Linked DNA regions of Lactuca sativa: region 1 is linked to region 2. A link is a contact called in public Hi-C data. All regions are on one chromosome and are shown on one strand. The core of a region is the stretch at or near the end of the contact, and the rest is flanking DNA. Distances in the headings are between cores, read along the strand shown.

Region 1 (4,602 bases), core at 942-3,441, 340 kb before region 2:
GAATAATATTGTTATTGTTAAGAATTTGAAAACAAATGTATTGAGATTTTATAGTTTATGGAAAGTGGTTTTGAATATTTAAAAATGAAAATTTTGTTTTGTAAATTGGGTCATTACACAGCTGGTCCGACTCAACCCAGTATACCAACACATATCAACATATACCATAACAATAAATAACTAGCAGGTACAGGTAGTCATACAGATCAAACATATCACTACATCATAACAACATCCTATATACCAGGATACAGATCTAACAAATCACTAGAACATAGCTACATCGTATATACCAGTATACAAATCTAACATATCGCTACAACATAGAAACATCCTATATACCATAATATATATATATCTAACAGATCACTACATCATAACACATATATACTAGGATACAGATCTAACAGATCACTACAACATATCAACATACAGTAACCAGGATATTAATCCAATGGGTCGGCCTTGGTACCTTTGACCCATAAGTACAATGAGGAAAACTCACTTCACAGTCTGAATGTAGTCTGAATAACTCCCCACTCCAACAACCGGCTCAACCCAAGTCCTAAATGTCAAAACATTTCCTATTCTAAATTAATAATTTTTTCCCAAAATACCCTTGGTCAAAGTTGGTCAAAATCCACAAGTTAACCGAGTCAACACAGCCGAGTCGACTCAGGCTTCGTACGCGGGGTGTACTCCAGGTCCGAGGTATCGAGGCTAATTTTGCACATGTGCAACATACCATTTGGTACACCCAGCGTACGCAACAGCTACCTTCTTAACCGATTAAGAGTTTATTAGTCCGATTTATCACGTCCAAAAGCAGATCTAAGTCCCAAATAACATTTTTGACCATAAAGTTTCCAACATTATGGTCTTACATGGCCAATAAGGTCTTAACATCAAAACCTCAACCACTTAACCCACTAAGACCTTAAAACACATGCATGGAAGGAAAGGCATGATCAATACTACATTTTGATGTTTCTAAACACCTCAAAGTGACTGAAAGGACAGCTTAAATGGACTAGAGTAGCTCATACTCAAAATACCCAAATAATGGGACCCAAAGTACATAAACTCCATGGCTAACTTAGATCTATGCAAAGAATAATCAAGTTCATAACTTTATACCTCAAAATGGATCTTGAACGTGAGGTGTTCTTGGATCTAGAAGGTCTTGATCTTCCAAGATGATGCTTCTTTCTTCACCTTGCTTCAAAAGCACCAAAAAACACACACTTTTGAGCTCAAATGATCACATACAAGGGATTAAGTTTGCTAAGGACGAAATGAAGGTTGGAGGTTAGAAAGGGAATGCAGAATGAAGAGTTAATGATGTTTATATATGGACCAAACCCTAAAATTAGGGTTTGAAGTTTTCTTGCGTACACCCTGCGTACTAGGGTCCGCCCTAGTACGCTCAGTGTACACACGTATGCCCATCGTACTACCTATTTGTCCAAAATCACCAAAATGCCACTATCGGCCATTCATGTAATCATTTTCAAGCCCAATGGTCAAAATGCAATATTCTTTCATACTTAGGGTTAAAATTGAAAATACCTCATCATCGGGATGTTACATATATATTAAGAGTTTTTGCATTGTATTAGTACAATGGGGGTACTAATTGGTGACACATTACCAAAGAAGGTCATAAGTGGTTTGAGGTAACACGAGTGAAGCGAATATTCCTGGCTTCACCTACAAATTTACATCTATGAAACAATTGTATTATGTGAACAACTTTAACAAGCTGGATGGTCGAATGTGAACAAAAAAGAAAATTGCCTAGATGTGAACAAAACCTATAGTTCATTATCCTCCTTGGTAACTATCTCTGCCACATATACGCTACATAAGCTATAACTTGCTATAGCCGATCATAATTATCATATGTGAACATTTCTAGCAAGTCCGTTGCCTACATATGTAAAAATAGTTACCCAAATGTGAACACTTTCAATAAGTTCATTACCCTAACAAGTCAATTTCCGTATTCATTTTACATGTAGAATATTCATTTCTCTAAATAATTAAATGGATTTGACAATTTGTATATTTGTAGTGACAAAGAGGGTTTAGAAGGGGTCGAGATATCACCTCTGGATATTATAGGGACTAAAGTGAAAAATTGACATGGTATTCTGCCATTTAGGAAATTAAAGCCCCTCGGATATTATTGATGATATTTCCTTGAAAACTGCTGGATAAGCTTCTTGAACATCAGAAACGATTTCTCATCATCTGAAAGATACTGTGAAACTACAAAAACGAAGGAATTGGAAACGGATTCCGTATCATCAAGAACAACTAGATGCTTCTGTTAAGTTTCCAAGCTTATGGGACAAGGTAAGTTGTTTGCAGAAGTCTAATTTGGGTTGAAATTCTGTCTGGGTCTATGTTAATCTTTGAAATTTCATGGGAAATTTGAATGCGATGTCTGTAGAAATGGCAGCCTTTCCTGTTCTACTGAACAGTGGATCCTTGAGTAGTTCTGGAATGTCAAGGCTTCGTGTTATGCACACCAGGTGTTCGATGAAATGCAAAATCCCGTCTTATTCAGTGTCCAATTCATGCCACAGTTCACATTCATTTCCTTCAGTAAATTTTAAATCGCAAAAGAGGTTGTCAAGTATTAGGTCCCTGATTAACGAAAACGGAAACAAAGAAAACCATTCGAGGAACAGGGAGCCTAGTTTCTTGCGAAAGGGATTTAAGCTTAGACTACAACCAAGGTTGCGATTACTCTCTTCAAGATTGAAAAGGGTATCAATTCGTTCTATGTTAAACGACCTTGGAACTTACCTTCGCAAAAACATGAAAAAAGTAACTCTATCCACTTCGATTTCTGTTGTATTAGGGTTGTGTTATTTGTTCTTGAAGTTAACATCAATGCCAACTCCTAAAATCGTCCCATATTCAGACTTAATTACAAATATTCAAAGTGGATCTGTTATAAAAGTTCTATTTGAGGAAGGATCACGAAAAATATACTACAATACTGGCTCAATTGGAGTAGAAACCCCTCAAAATTCAGAAAATTCAGAAAACAAGAACAGTGGAATAAACGATGATGACGAAAATTCTGTAAAGAAAGATGACATTACAAGTTCAAATGTGTTAAGAAAATTGACAAGGACAAAATCGTCATTACCCGAGTGGCAATACTCAACAAGAAAGATCGACCATGATGAGAGTTATCTTCTTGGATTGATGAGAGAGAAAGGGATTACATATAGTTCATCTCCACAATCAATGTTAATGTCAATGAGAAGTATCTTAATTACGATTATATCCCTTTGGATTCCATTAACTCCATTGATGTGGCTTCTTTATCGCCAACTTTCTGCTGCTAATAGCCCTGCAAAAAAACGAAGGCCTAGCAATCAAGTAGTTAACTTTGAAGATGTTGAAGGTGTTGATACTGCAAAAGTAGAGCTTATGGAGGTAACCCTTCTTTTTTTCTTTAATGTGATGACGTTTTTTTTTTTTTTAACTTTCTTTATGTGGAAGTACAACAAATCAAACTATACTTTATTCTAAAGCTGTGTTTGGCGCATCACAGCTAGCTTATTTTTTGAGCTTTTTTAAATTGACATGACAAGCCAAAAAGTAGCTGATAAGCTACTGTATCTAAGACTATGTTTGGCATACTAGCTGTTAGCTGAAAAAATTGATGCTTGGTAAAAATTAGCTGAAAAGCTAGCTGGAAGATATAAAATGACATGAAAGAACATTTAGAAAAATGTTATTTTTATAATTAATTAAGGGTATATATGGAAAGTATTTAAAAATCTCCTGAAAGTAGCTTTATAAAAAGCTAGTTTTTGACTTGTCAAATATGACAACTTAAAAAAGTTCGAAAACTAAGCTAGCTGTGGCGCGCAAGACACAACCTTAGACTAGCTTTTCAGGAGTTTTTTTAAAATCTTCCGAATATACCCTTAATTAATTATTGAAAAAACATGATTCTTTTAAATGCTCTTTTATGTTATTATATATCTTCCAACTAGCTTATCAACTAGTTTTTATGGAACGTTTTTTTTTGTAACCTAGCTTATAGGCTGTGTTTAGCGCGCCACAGCTAGCGGATAAGCTAGTTTATATTTCGAGCTACTTTTAAGTTTTCATGTTTGGCAAACCAACAAGTAGCTTATAAGCTAGCTTTTTAAAAAGCTACTTAGACTAACTTTTTAGGAGCTTTTTTAAAATTTTCAAATATACCCCTTAATTAATTATAGAAATACATTTTTTTTAAATATCATTTTATGTCTTTCAGCTACCAGTTGACTTTTTACTTAACAACTAGCTTTTCAGCTATCACGCCAAACATAGCCATAAGCTAGCAGGTAGCTTTTCAGTTAGTCTGTCAAACATAGCCTAAGTTGCAATGACTAGTTTCTTCAAAATGGTTATTCTTCCAACAACCCCTTAACTGGCCCACACTTCCCTGCCAGTTTACCGCCTTACACACAGCTTTATTGCTTGTAGCTGCTTTTTTTTTTTCTTCAAAATTAAGGAAACTTACTAAGAATGGATTTTTATTGTTTCTTGTTATAGATTGTGTTATGTCTTCAAGGTTCTATCAATTAC
Region 2 (4,687 bases), core at 666-3,165:
CCGGATTCTTCCGTATTTTATTTTCCCTTTTTTGCTTCACTTAAGTATATTTATTTTAAATATAGAACAAGATTCATAATAAATTAAATAAATAGAAATCAAATTAAATAAATGGATACCAAATTAAATAAGATATCATTATCCTCGTTTTTATGCGCTTTCTAACGCTTTTTAAGTTATTTATCCGTTATTAATTAAAATATCCCATATTAAAAGATGAGAAATTAAATATATGGAGATTCATATACTTTAATAACTTGATTTTCTTTCCAAAAAATATACATTATATGAAAAAATATAAAAATATTAGGAAGAATTTCGTTTATATCCTTATAAACTTTTATAATTACGTTCATATCCTTGTAAAACTTCAAATTAATATATATCCTTATAAAACGTATAAACTTACTGACACACATTATATATATATATATAATTTAATGAGAACTAATATATTTAAAAAGTTAAACAATCTTTAAATTATATTATAACTAAATTAGTAATATACATATTTGCAATCATTCTCATAATCGGTTTCCATATTCACAGTATGGTTATTCATGACATGATTCTTTGTTGCTTAATATTCTGAATAGTCGATTAGCAAAACCTGCTAATTACATATTTTAATCGATTACTAAACAATATATTTCATCTTCTACAATTGATTTAGGAGAACTACAATTATTCTCGTCTAAGCAAATTTTTTTTCTTCCTCCGGTTCTTTAGGTAAGATCATGGAAAAACTAACTCCAATGTGGGTTTGAGTATTTTGTAAGGATTTATCAAGTAAATAGGATGAGAATAGTAATATGAAAGAACTGTAATATTGTAATGTTACAAGTTAATTAGTATTTTAATAATAAGAAATCAATTTAAAGATAATGTTTTTAAATTTTAAATAGGTTAAATTAAGTATTTTGTTATATATGTGAGTTTATAAGCTTATAAGGATATACATATAATTTGAAATTGTAAAAGAATATAGACATAACTATGAAAATATTCAAAAATATAAGCAAAATTTACCCAAAATATTAAAATCTTCTTCTTGTTTTGACATATCCAGATTTAATTAAACAGTAAATTTAAATTTTAACACTCATATAGTCATATCCTTCAAACAGTTGGAAAAAAAATAAAACTAGCCAATAACTTTTTATAGAAAATATTATGTGGAACACTCTATAAAATTTAACCAAACTATAACAAACATAGCATTAGTTAAAAACATTAATTTTGTAACATACTTACATTAACTACTTCAAAACGTATTATATATTTTGATTTAATAAGTAGCAAAAATTTATTTCATGTTTTGTAGTATATTTATAAAAAAAAGTATGTTGATTCGTATACAATAATTTTTTTTATACATAATAATTTATATTTGAAAATTATATACTATACAATTTTATAAAATATAAATTATATATAAAAAAACCTATAAATATATAAATCAATTAAGATCAATTAAATTACACTACATTAAAAATTTAAAAAGAATGAAATTATAAAGTAGATTCAATTACATTTTTATTTTTATTTTTATAAAATCATTGTGAAGAATCTGAGGAGAATATTCTATGAAACTTTCCGGCACGGAATCTTTCTACTTTGGCGGTGCCGACTAGTTTGTCGAAACAGAATCTCCGGTCTCAACCCCGTGACTTTAGCACTTCCTTTTATGACATTTTTACCCCTGGTCCACACCAAATCCCATGGACCCCACTACACCATAACTAAATACGGATTTTTCTACTTTTCCAAAATTTACTCCCTCCAAATATGGATAGATCAATTTCCACAAAAAACCCGAAACGTACGTGAAACGGGTCGGGTTTCGGATCCAACCCGAATTTACATATTTTTTCCTATATATACCTTGCTATGTTTCAAGTCATCCTCACAAAAAAAAACTGGTTTGTTATTACACCCTAAAAATTAGCATTTTAGCAACACCGTTGTTTTTCAACGTCTTCTTCATCAACCGTCGTTAGTCGCCACCACCACAACCACCAATCACCGTCGACCATTGATGGCCATGACCACCAATGGCTCCTCTTCAAAATTGATCCGATCATTTGTCCACCGTGTGAAGTCATCCCCTACCACCACCCTCACCACACCAAGATTCCGTTCTGCACAAAGAACAACCATCAACACAACGGCAACAACAATCTTCCCAACTCCGCCACCAACACCACCGACGACCACCATCGTTCCTGACCATTCACGTGACGCCATATTCGATTTCGAGGATACGAAAGGTTTGTTCTCATCCGTTACAACCGGGAAACTTCTCCGGTCGGCGGCGAACCTGAACCTGGCGGCGGTGGAGCCGGTGGTGGATATGGGTGTTTGGGTTATGAAGTCTAGGCTCATGCAAGTGGGTTTGTTTAGAGAGATTGTTTTGGGTGTCATTAAACATACGTCGTATGAACATTTTGTTGCCGGAGCGGATACGGAAGAAACGGGTCGGACTGTTAAGAAGCTTTGGGAATCCGGGTTGAGAGGGATGTTGGATTATGGTTTAGAACATGCGATTGATAATGAATCTTGTGATATAAACGCTCAAGAATTCATCAAAACTGTTGAATCAACACAATCTTTACCTCCTTCTTCTGTAAGTTGTTTTTACATTTCCATGATTTTTCAAATATTTTATTCTGATTTTCTTTATATTTTCTCAATTCAAGATTCCCTTTTTATATTTCTTGATTTAAAAAAACCCATGTACGATTCGTACCACGAAATGATTTTGATTCTTTGATACAGTGAATCTTTGTAAAATTAATCATTTTTTTTTGAAAACAGGTTAGCTTCGTGGTTGTGAAGATCACTGCAATTTGTCCAATTTCTTTACTTAAAAGGGTGAGTGATCTTCTTCGATGGGAATACAAGAATTCTTCATCGACGAATCTTCCATGGAAGCTTAAAACCCTTCCGATCTTTTCAGAATCAAGCCCATTTTACCACACTTTAGAAAAACCATCACCATTAACACCCGAAGAAGAACACGATCTCGAATTAGCCCATCAGAGACTCGTAAAAATCTGCAACAAAAGCATCGAATCCAAAGTTCCGGTAGTAATCGATGCTGAAGACACTTCAATCCAACCAGGAATCGATTACTTTACATACTCAGCCGCTGTCATGTACAACAATGGCGAAAAGCCCTTAATTTTCGGCACAATCCAAGCTTACCTGAAAGACGCCGGCGAACGGCTGTACGCCACCAAGAAAGCCGCCGATCAAATGGGATTACCAGTTGGATTCAAGTTAGTTAGAGGCGCTTACATGTCGAGTGAATCCCAATTGGCTAATTCTTTAAACGTTGAATCTCCCATTCATAATAGCATCATCGATACACACAATTGTTACAACGATTGTGCTTCGTTTATGCTTGATGAAGTCTCAAATGGACCCGGTGGACTCATTCTCGCTACCCATAATCTTGAATCAGGTAAAAGATTGAATCTTTTTGAGTTTTTTTATTCTGGGTATTGTTGTTTTGAATCATTTCCACGATTTGTGTCTTGAATTCGTATTTTAAACGTATCGAAAAGATAAACGAAGTGCACAAAATTTGATAAAAAATGTATTGTGAATCAGGATTGTTGTACTTGTATTGGTTCTTGAAAACCGATGGTTGAAAACTATTCGAAATCCGAGGTATTTCTTGAGACGACATTCAAGATCTCTGTTACTAAACGAATTCAATCTAACTTTTTTCACTTTTTTTTGAAATTTAACAGGAAAATTAGCTGCACAAAAGGCAAGAAATTTGGGAATTGGGAAAGATAGTGAGAAGCTTGAGTTTGCCTCACTTTATGGAATGGCAGAAGCGATGACATTTGGGTTGCGAAACGCTGGATTTGGTGTAAGCAAGTATTTACCATTTGGGCCAGTTGATCAAATCATGCCTTATCTTCTTCGAAGAGCAGAAGAGAATAAAGGGTTGTTGTCTTCTTCGAATCTTGATCGACAATTGATGATGTAAGTGGGATTTTATGGGTTTTTAAAGTACATTGATGTTATGTAATTGGGTGATGATTTTGATTGTTGTGTACTTTTGTTTGTGTTTTTACAGGAAGGAGTTGAAGAGGAGGATGAAGGGTTATGTTGGACAAGGGTTTGAAGAGAGTGAGAGGAGTTTTAAATCGGATGCGGGTTCGATTGTGAAGTTAAATTAGGGGGGAAATGAAGGGGAAAAAGTGTAAATAGTGAAGATATTTGGGGAAAGAAGGCCTCTTGCTTTGTTTAGGATAAATATGTGTTGTGTTGGGATTTTGGTTATGGATATACCAAAGTAGTGGAAGAGGTGCTTTTTGTGTTCATGGAAGTTAATAAATGGAGACTTTGGAATAAGATTATTATTTTACTTGTTTAAAAGTTGTTTTTTTGACGTATTTGACTTGTGTTATAACGATGAGAAAATTCCCTTATTTCGGCCTCCGTTTGTTGGCTTGTGGAGTCAACTTGTCATAAACGAAAAAATTAGGATCTTATCTTCGATAAGTTTAAGTTGAAATAGAAATGAAACCGGTTTCGGTATTCTTGATTATATGGATATTGAAATTTGTTTGATTTTAATTGTGATTGAAAACAAAATAAGATCAATTCTTTTATGTAGGAAGTAATGGTGATTGAAATTTAGGTGTTTGTGATTAAAATTGTGGATAAT

The links. Hi-C and Micro-C count contacts between places; a contact is called where the count stands out from the background.
Region 1: a Hi-C map of seed shows a contact between it and region 2, with 3 times the contacts expected there. The contact joins the promoter of LOC111896330 here to the promoter of LOC111896317 in region 2. A contact is called at or near these places in 2 of 4 Hi-C or Micro-C datasets (leaf and seed).

What each region holds. Positions count from the first base shown.
Region 1 is chr3:154,334,674-154,339,275 of Lsat_Salinas_v11, reverse strand. LOC111896330 (probable inactive ATP-dependent zinc metalloprotease FTSHI 3, chloroplastic) reads left to right here and starts at 2,191. Exons shown (of 5, transcript XM_042900311.1): 1 at 2,191-2,358; 2 at 2,456-3,456; 3 at 4,570-4,602. The coding sequence starts at 2,349.
Region 2 is chr3:153,994,947-153,999,633 of Lsat_Salinas_v11, reverse strand. LOC111896317 (proline dehydrogenase 2, mitochondrial) reads left to right here and starts at 1,915. Exons shown (of 4, transcript XM_023892330.2): 1 at 1,915-2,626; 2 at 2,818-3,466; 3 at 3,759-3,999; 4 at 4,094-4,395. The coding sequence starts at 2,039. The coding sequence ends at 4,196.